Regions from separate parts of the Mus musculus genome. Here region 1 is linked to region 2. The links are chromatin contacts, called in public promoter capture Hi-C maps. All regions are on one chromosome and are shown on one strand. Each heading gives the region's core, a stretch centred on a gene start, on an enhancer-like site or on the middle of the called end of the contact. The rest is flanking DNA. Distances are from core to core; before and after follow the strand shown. Region 1 has its middle 42 kb from the start of 4930511E03Rik. Region 2 holds the start of Lrig1 (leucine-rich repeats and immunoglobulin-like domains 1).

Region 1 (4,907 bases), core at 866-3,365, 290 kb before region 2:
AGATTAGTAACTGAGATCTCTCTCTAAAGTCCCTGTGATCAAGTCATCTTTTTCACTTTTATAGGAGTGGATCTGTTGGTAGGGCTTCATTAAAGTATCTTACCCATAGAAAGTAATGAGCAATAACCAGATTGGTCCCTAACATTCTACTTCATGTTAGATGTATGTTATGAGGATTCTAGATGCCACCCCTAAATTGCTCTTCCTTAAAAGCTCACAGAAACTTTTACATCAGCAGACTAAGTGCAACTTTTCATCATAGCCTTGCCAACATTTTCAGTATAGACTGTGTGTGTGTGTGTCTGTGAGTGTGAGTGTGTGTATGTGTGTTCATGCCATGAATGTGAAATTCATATGGAGGCCAGAGATAGACATCAGATGTCTTCCTCAATCACCTTCTAGTTTATTCTTTAAAACAGAATTTTTAACTGATCCAGAAGCTCATAGATTCAATGAGGCTGACTATCCAACGGACCTGAGGGTCCCTCTTGTCTCTGCCTCCCCAGCCCTGGAATTTCAGGATCATACATACTGCCTTGCCTGGCTTTTTACATGGGTTCTTGGGATCAAACTTAGACCCTCATCCTTGCATGGTGAATACTTTCCTGATAGGATCATCTCCCTAGCTCCCTAATTTAGTCTTGAAGACATCTGGCAACTGATGTAGAAACAAAGACTGTTTTAAACACAATGCTCTTGGAAATTATGAAGCCACCCAGTCTCTCCTCCTTTCTGGGGAGCTCAGCTAACTGTGCTTTGCCCAAAACCCCATGCCTTGAGCCTCCCACAGACATCTCCCTCCACCCACCGATCAAGCGCCGTGTGCTCAGGCTCTTCTGACTGAAGCTGGAAGAATGAGCTAGCAACCTTATCTTCATGCCCCTTCTTGCCCTCCGTGTTTTGATGCCGCCTGTTTGGGGAACATTCAACACATTCTAAGGGGGGGCCACACAGATGCTCAGCCCGAGCCAAGCTGATCATTGCATAATTGATAAAAGGCCCTTTGTATGCACATTCTATTTAGATTACTGTGTGGAGCAGGTGACAGGTGTTCAGAGAACACGACCCAAGCTGCCTGTTGCTGAGAACATCCTGAGACCAGCTGGGGCCAGAAGCCCAGAGGAAATCCCCATAGTAATTTAATAGTTCACAGGAGCTTTAGGTTAGTGAGAAATACAATGAAGAATTAACGATAGTGACCACCCACTGCAGAAGGGCCTTTGTGCTTTCTCCTTGATAGTTCTACTTATTATTTCGTTCCCAAGGAGATCACTGCAGGGTGACCAAGAGGAAATTTCTCCCTCTTCACCTCTCTTTCTCCTCCCCCCTCCTTTGCCACATAGCATGCAATTAATAGAAATTATCCAATGAAGAGAAATTTACTCTGAGAATACCAACTTTGCTAGTAACAGGGCTGGCGGATGTTGCCAGCTTCTCTTTCCAAAGAACTTGTATGAGGGAAATGATGCCAATGTTTAAAATATGAAATGAAACTGATAAAGTATCATTTTCGTCAGTGCGTCTCAAAAAGTAAAAGATGGAAATTCAGATCGAGTTGGATTGTCAGCATATGGGTGGTAGATGGTAACTGGTCTTGGGGTGATGGTTAATGGGTGCAATATGCCACTCCCTGCTGTTGCAAATACTTGATGCTTGCTTTAAGGTGCATCTGACCATCTTAATGAAAAACTATCATGTGTGTTGTCTTTTGGAAATTGTACTTTTGAAAATCATTTTTTTCCAGGGAGAAGAGGGGAGACCAGTCCATGAGTAAGATAGTCCACAATGGTACACTTTCCAGAAATAGTATTATAAAGGCATCAAACAGACGTGGAGGTTTGCCTCTACATCTTGCTTTGACTGGTGATATCTCAGCCCTTATTTTGCAGTCTTAGTCCCACAGTGTTCTGGTCTGTGCATACCTAGTAAATGTCCTTTCAGAAGAACTGACTTGGCTTGAGCAGCTGTTGAAAGAGGCAGGTTTGAATCACTAGAGTTCACTTCCAGGCAGATAGGTAACAAACATTGCTGGTGGTGGTCCCTGAAACCAATGCATCTGAGTATGCACACACTGCTAGACTGTCTCTTCGTTCTAGAAAGAAGAGAACACTAGAGGGCAGTGTTGTCATTGAGAATGACTGCAGAGTTGCAGACAGCACACTTATGGACTCTTCTAAACGATCTTTTAAACAGTAAGAAAAATCATCCTTGAACAACTTCTGTATCGCTTAGGCAACCCCACGATCAACACAGCTCATTACTGTCTTGTGTCTAATACAGAGCATGTGAAAGTGTGCAGTAGGCTGTGTTATCTGTGATTTTGTGTCTTTACAATCAAACTGCTGCCATGCTAGAAATATGTAGCCTATTTTGTCTTGTCATTTGTTGTTAGTCTTCTTGGCACTATGGCAAACATTTGACATAAGCAACTTAAAGCAGAGATGATTTTTTTTGTCAAGGGTTTAGAGATTATATCCCATAGTCTCTTTCTCTGCCATTTGCAGGCCTGTGCTGAAACAAGGATACCATAGCATTGGGAGCATGTATTGCAGGCTGCTCACCTTAGGGTGGCAGGAAACAGAGGACTAGGAAGAGACCAGGACCTGTTCTAGCCTCAAAAGAATGCTTCCAATGACCTACTTCCTGCAACCCTGTCACACCTCCTAAAGTTTCCAGAACCTCCCAAAATAGTTCTAGCATCTGGGGAACAAGTGTTTGAAATATGAGTCTATGGGGGCACTTCATAGTCAAGCTGTAACATCATTTTTTTCCTAAATGGGACAATATGGCAACTATTTATATATCATTGGCATGGCAATAAGTATTCTGTATGATCTACAGATGATTGAAAGTGTGGGGGAGAATGTTGGTAGGCTGCATGCAAATACGTTTTGATACTGTGCCTCTGTAGCCGTTGGAATCTATGGGGAGTCCTGAACTGAAGGACAACCATTTGTGTTTGCATTTTCATAAACTGGATGTTTTCAGGCTTGGGTATGATACATTCTTTCAAACTCTTAAGCCTAAGTTAAAACATAGAAAGTTGAAATGCAAAATTGAATAAGTTAACACTCTGTAAATATACACCATCAAATATACACCATCAAATATACACCATCAGACTCAGAATAGTTCACACAACACCTTGGCTGTCTAACTGCCATCAACCTTCTTCTTTCTTTTTCTTATTTTATCTTTCCAATTTCTCCTCCATCTCCACCAGCACTACTCTGTCCCAATTTCATGTGCTTTTTTTTTTTTTTTAAACTCATGGAGTCTCCTAGTGCTGCCACTATGTGCATGGGTATAAGGCCATCTACTGGACATGGGCATTCTCTCAGGGCCCACGTTCCCTAAGCCCTCAGTTTGTGACTTCATCCCCACCCATGCTTAGGATTTTGTCTGGCTTTATCTTGCACATATAGTCATAGCCACTGTTCCTGTGTGCAGCTGCCCTGTCATGTCCAAAACGACACAGTTTCTCTGTATTTATCAACTACCTCTGCTTTGTACTATCTCTCTGCTCCCTCTTCTGTAGTGAGCCCTAAAGCCCTGGGAGGAAGAGGTATTATATAGATGTGCTATTTAACACACGTGGGTCATTATTTTCTGAGCATTGACTAGTCGAGGGTCTCTGCAAAACATAAGCTTCTCTGATGAGGCTTGGGAGATGCACTAGTCCATGACATGAAGAGAAGACTAGTTTGCTGCTATATCCATTTAGCAGCATAATAATATTAGGTTCTCTTCTAGAGCCTATGACTTAGCAAGCTGATAGGTTCTTGGCCCCATTGATGCTGCTGAGCATGAGTCACATCTTGTGGAGTAGGCCTTTACTATAATCAGAAAACGATTGATTGCTCCCACGACATCCATGCCAGTATTGCCCCAGTGAGCCTGCCCTGCCAGGCCAGTTGTTATTAGAGCTCACAGGGCTCACAGATGGTTTGTTTTCTCCCTCAGTAGTTTACACGGCACCTTCCAGCACTGTGACATGCAGTCAGTAGAGAGGAAGCTTCCAGGTCAGTACCACTTTGATTTCCCAACATTCTATGACTAAAGTGTATGGCATCTGCAACAGAGTCTTACCATCTGGAGACAATTAAGAGCAAGGCAATAGCCTGTAACATCTAGAGGCAGTCTATGGGACCCTGCTAACCACAATTTGAAAAGAGGTACCCCATATTTTACATTGCTTAGCTTTTTATTTGATAGCCTATGTCATCTAGGAGAGGAATTGTTTTCCAATTAGAGGTCAACTCCATTTCAAACTCTTTATATATGCATATATGTATGTTTTATTTTGTATTTAAGGTATGATCTCACCATGTGTTCCAGGCTGGCCTTAAATTCACTATGTAGCTCAGGTGAACCTTGAAATTGGAAGCCTTCTGCCTCAACCTCCCCAGTACTTGAATTACAAGCCTATAAGCGTACAAGACCACACCTGGATATTAGCATGTCACAATGATGTACTAACCTGACCATTTCTGGTTGTGGCTATGGTGCTTCATACGTGTGGATTTCCCATCATCCAGAGATCCAGCCTTCTGTAGTTGGAGCTGGTTACTAGATTTTTTGTGATTCAAATGGTACATCACAGTTCCTGTGATGCAGTTTTCTTTCCTTTACCCAGACTACAGTTACCGCTTAGTGTCTCAGACACTAGTGTGCTTTCTCTTCTGAAGTTACATCTATTTTCTCTGTCTGCAAGAGAAGGATGTTCATTGCTAGCTCTGTTCTCTAAAGGAGAAACAGAGTGTGAAAATTCATCCAAGCTCACTTCTCATTCATGTCTGAAACTATTTCCAACTAATCTCATGGTATACAATATCACTTTATTATCTAGTCACAGAGAACAGAAACTAGAACACTTTCAAGGAAAATACATGCTAAATTACTGGAAG
Region 2 (5,030 bases), core at 2,444-4,943:
ATGGATTCTGGGGTTAGAGCTTAAGTCCTCAGGCTTGTGCCTCAAGTGCCTTTGCCCACAGAGTCAGCTTGCTGGCTCCTTTCCTATACTGTTTTGTGTGTGTGTGTGTGTGTGTGTGTGTGTGTGTGTGTGTGTGTGTGTGTTTCTCAGTGCAGTTTGCTAATTCTGGGCTTCTAGCACTGGGATTAGCATGATGTATTGCTGAGACTTTTGGATGCAAGAAACCTTGACTGATTCTTAGGGGTGTTGGTTCTGGGCATTGGTTTCTGCAAACTGTAAAATCTAGAAAGCTTCTATAGATGACTCAAGTACTCAGGAGGCAGGGGCAGGCGAATCAGGAGCTCAAGGCGATTCTTTGTTACCTATTAAGTTCTAGACTACCCTGGAGTGTATGAGACACTGTTAAAAAAATTAAAGCACTAGATTAAATAAATAAAAAAGATAAAGCACAGATTAAAAATGAGGACCAGCTCTTTGCTGGAAGGACCGTGACCTGTTCTAGCAGGTAGCTTTCCTTAAAAGTCCCCCTTGGTGTTCTCTTCCTGATCTTCGGTTGTAGCTACAGACGATTCTTTCCTAAGCTGGATTTCTGCTCTCCAGCCCACACTCTTGGTGCAATCGCATGCAGGTTGCTAGTATGTGGGCAGACTTCCATACATGGTGTGAGGAGCAGACATGACTTCATGCTTTGCTGTAGACGAGAAGAACTGCCAAGGCTCAGGCGCCCCATTCCCCCCAAGACTCACTCCCTCTGTTTGGAATCCTCTTCTCTGGTGGTGTGGTAACCAGACCACAGGGGATGCTGTACACCTGTGGGCAAATTACCTTGCAGATTCTCAAACCTTGTCCTCTAGGATGCCAGGAGTTCCCAAGTGCATCTCATAGTCCCACCCACAGCGTTTGAGAACCTTTTGGAACACTCTACTGTGGTGACCAGCCTGAAGGTCATCTCCAGCCAGGTTTCATGACTTGTGATGAACTGTGTGTACTATGCTGCTTGATGCAGGGGCAGGGTGGGGATGACCTGGCAAGTTTCTTTAAGGGAGAGCTGATCACAAGCATTCTGCATTAAATAATTCTTTTGTTTAAAGATTGTCTGTAATTCCAGTGCCAGGGGATATGATTATCACTTCTGACCTCTGTGGGCACCAGGCATGCATGTGTTGCCCAGACATATGTAGGCAAAACACACATACACATAAATTTAAAAAAAAATCATTACAAATTTAAAATAAAAATTTAAATTAGATTTGTGTGTGTGTGTGTGTGTGTGTGTGTGCGCGCGCGCGTGCGCGCGTGCGTGCTCATGTGTGGAGGCCAAGGATAGCCTGCAGGAATCTGCTCTCTCCTTCCACCTTGTGAGTTTCAACGATCAAATTGCTCTCTCATTCTACCATCCTACTGGTCTAAATTACTCTTTTGTCCCAGCCCTTGGGATGCCGAGGCAGGAGGATTGCTGCAAGTTTGGTGCTAGCCTCACTATATAGTGAGATGTTGTTTCAAAGAAAAAGAAGGTGGGGGGCAGAGAGATTTCTCAGTGGTTAAGTATTCCTCTTGTAGAGAATTCCGTTTCCAGCATCCATGTCAGGTGGTTTACAACTACCTGTGTTAAGCTACAGTGGCTGTTGGCTTCCTTGGATGTCCTGCACTCATGCCCATATACATACTCACAGACATACGTACATGCACACACATATGCAATTAAAAATAAAAGGAATCTTTAAAGTGTACTATTTTGTCTTGAAATTCGTAAGCACCATGATAGAGGACTCCAATTTGCAGCTCTTGTATATTCCATTCCCCAGCTTCCTATTTCTACCCAAGGGCATGAAAACAAGGAGACCTGTTTCTCCTTATCCAGTTGGAAGGTGTATGCTAATGTGGACTGCATGTGTAGCACATATGTTCCTGCTCATGCGTGCATGTGCACACAGATACTAGTTGGAGCTTTCCTGTTAAGATTTCTGAGGTATTACATTTGGCTTAATTTATGCACGTGTGGACACTGCTTCACCATCACTTCTGAGATATACAGAAAATGGGAGAGAAACCCAACAGCATTGCTCTATAGTGTAGGCAATCAGGAGAAAGGGAAGGCTGGTGTAAGGATGAAAAGAATGGCAAACAAAGCCGGGCATGCTGCACACACCTGTAATGCCAGTTGTTCCAGAAGACTGAAACAGGAGCATAATAAGGTTGAGGGAGTCTGGGCTACATGATGAGACTCAAACAATCAAAAAAGAAGGAAGAAAGAAGGCAAGGAAAGAAAGAGACAGAAAGCACAGACAGCTAGGCAACAATCACCTGACTACTAAATACAGGTCCAATTTTGGTTTAAAAAAAAAGCAAAACTTGAGGGACAGCCACGTTTAGCATCAAATCGTATTTCTTGAATATGTCAAACATGTAATGAAATCCCTTTAACTGTTCGGTGTTTTTCTTCCCGATGAACAGCGTTCCTACTCCCTTTCTATAAAGCCTAAGTTAGATTTAACCGTGCTGGAACAAATGTTTTCCAGAAGACTCCAGCGCCTTAGTTTCCCTGACCCTGTGTGCAGTTCGGACATCAGCAAGTCAAACCGCCCAGAGGCGGCAGATATGTATTACAGTGCTAATCTCTTCCCCCCGCCCCCCCGCCCCACTCCATTAAGTGTGTGTGTGTTCGCGCGCGTGTGCTCGCCTATGTCCAAGCACTGTTTCACATGGCGGCTATCAATCTATTCTGATCCGTGTTTGCCAAACTAACAGGTTCTCTCTCTCTCTCTCTCTCTCTCTCTCTCTCTCTCTCTCTCTCTCTCTCTCTCTCCTCTCTCCCTCCCCCCACCTCTCTCACTGTCTATAAAGAGCACGTCACGGATAATTTCTTGGAAATTGTATTTTAAAGGCACTGATTTTCAATAACAAAACACACCACCACAGCAACCCCCTTTATCCAAGTCCAGAGCACTTCCCGAACTATCCTTCAACTAACTAGGGGCGGGGAAGTGGGCGTGCCCTCAAGATTCAATTTCTGCAGCACACAGTCATTTCGGTAGTCAAGGACACATTTCTGGATTAAAGATATCAAGAAGAACGAGTGTGGAGCACAGATGGGAAAGGGGGCCCCACCTCTGAGGAAATAGCTGAGAAACTCATGAAAGCAAGTTTTAAATCTTTTTTTTTTTTCTTTTGCAAGGCACCTGAAAAAGGGTGCTCGTTTGCTGTAAATCCACCATGATGTTTTTAGTTTAGGAGAGCAGAATAAACCTTGGGTCCAGATAGCTCCCAAACCCGTGGATTACAAACTTTCTCTCTTCTCCTAGGCTCAATGGACCGAAGCTTAGGCCACTTTTCCAGATTCTGGTACTTGGTAGCCAAAACCCTACAAGTCTCCTTTAAGAGGAGGCAGCACGCCTCTCCTTTTCCCCGCCCCGTCCCCGCCTTTCACACCTTGGGTGGGAAAAGCGAGCGGAGGCGGGACCTCAGGGAGCGAGCGCTCTTATGGGTTAGGACGCCAAAAAGGCGCTCCAGGAGCCAATGAGCAACGGGCAGGGCGGGGCGTAATGCTGTAGCCCTGCAGCCAACGTGGGCCGATCTGCGCCCCGGGGCCCCATCGGAGGGGTGTGTGAGGGCGAGCAGCCGGGGCGGGGCCTGGGGCCGCGGGGCTGGACCGCGGAGCGGCTGGCCGCTGATTGTTCGCAGCGCTGAGGCACGGTGCGCTCCGGCCGCTCCGGGACGGGCAGGCGCGTGGGGTCCACGGCTATCATCAGCTCAGCGCCCTCAGTGAGATGCCCGCCCGCGCCACGCGCAGAGGCCGAGGCTAAGCGTTTTCAGTCCTCAGAGGCGGCGGCTCTCGGCGTGCGCCCGAGCTCTGAAGGCGACTCTCAGCGCGGCGGGAAGGACGAGCAGCGGCGGCCGGGCACTCACTGCGGGACTCCACAGAGTTCGCCGCGCGCGGGGCTCGGCCCGGATGGGCGCGGGGGTGGCGGTCCCCGCAGGGTGCTGCGAAGCGGCCCGGGCAGAGCGTGCCGGCTGAGCGCCGCGGCCCCGGAGCCGACTGGAGTCGGGCGTCCATGTCCCGGCGCGGAGCCTAGCTCCGAGCGCAGCCCGCGCCCGCGGCCGCCCGCACCTCGCAGCCCTCGCTCCCCGGCTTCGCGGCGCGTTCCAGACAAGATGGCGCGGCCCGGTCCGGGAGTGCTCGGAGCCCCGCGCCTTGCGCCTCGCCTTCTGCTCTGGCTGCTCTTGCTGCTACTGCAATGGCCGGAGTCAGCGGGCGCCCAGGCTGGCCCGCGGGCCCCCTGCGCGGCCGCCTGCACTTGCGCCGGGGACTCGCTGGACTGCAGTGGGCGCGGGCTGGCGACGCTGCCCCGGGACCTGCCCTCCTGGACGCGCAGCCTGTGAGTATCGCCTTTGCCTCTCGTCCGGGCGCTGTCACTAAGACGGGGCTGCTGGTGTGCTCAGCCGGAGAGGGTGCGGAGTGCGCTCTGTGGGCTGGGGAGACTTGTGGGTGGCCGAGTGGAGGTCACGCGTGGGAGCTCGGGAGAGAGGACTCTGCTTCTGGGGTTTGAAGGTGAGCGTGATTCTGGAGGAGCCTGCCTTGCGGCGAGCGTGTGTTGTGGAGAGGATGCAGGACATGAGTGATCCTGTAAGGGTGATCGAGTGTGCCTCGTGAAGTCTGGAAGTCAGCGAGTGTGGGCCGTGGAGGTGAGCCACCGGTTTGTGATTTGAAACTGAGTGAGAGTGCTGTGGAGCGCGAAATATGTGTGTGTGTAGAGTGGAGGTGAGCGAATTTGTGTGCATGTGAGACGGACGCAATGGCAGAGTGTAGGAGCCTGTGTTGGGATTGGGATCCATGGCTGTATCTTTTCTCCTGTGCTGTATGTAACCCAGCCCTTAGGTGTCTTGAGTTCCCTCAACTTACCTTCAGTTGGTAATGAATGACAGTGACTCACATCTCCAGGGTTCATGCTATTTATACTGTGTATTAGTGAGTATGTGTTGCAGTCTCCTGATCACCAGACAATCGTGGTGGCTTGACTTGGCATTGGCCA

The links. Promoter capture Hi-C pulls out the DNA fragments that hold promoters and counts their contacts.
Region 1: a promoter capture Hi-C map of the 3T3-L1 cell line shows a contact between it and region 2, with 13 times the contacts expected there. The contact joins the enhancer-like site here to the promoter of Lrig1 in region 2. A contact is called at or near these places in 16 of 39 promoter capture datasets (the 3T3-L1 cell line, 3T3-L1-derived adipocytes, the C10 cell line and 8 more), 1 of 15 datasets of contacts at CTCF or cohesin (the NIH/3T3 cell line), 12 of 484 Hi-C or Micro-C datasets (the C2C12 cell line, Sertoli cells, embryonic fibroblasts and 4 more) and 12 of 115 datasets of contacts at active chromatin or transcription factors (craniofacial prominence, embryonic forebrain, embryonic hindbrain and 8 more).

What each region holds. Positions count from the first base shown.
Region 1 is chr6:94,983,754-94,988,660 of GRCm38.p6, reverse strand. No RefSeq gene overlaps it. Among named protein-coding and RNA genes, the nearest start is that of 4930511E03Rik, 42 kb to the right of the region's middle. Within about 2 kb of position 2,115, at least 11 of the 459 cell types and tissues checked have an H3K27ac peak or open chromatin away from gene starts, as enhancers often do.
Region 2 is chr6:94,698,808-94,703,837 of GRCm38.p6, reverse strand. It overlaps Lrig1 (leucine-rich repeats and immunoglobulin-like domains 1), which reads left to right and starts at 3,693. Exons shown (of 19, transcript NM_008377.2): 1 at 3,693-4,376. The coding sequence starts at 4,153.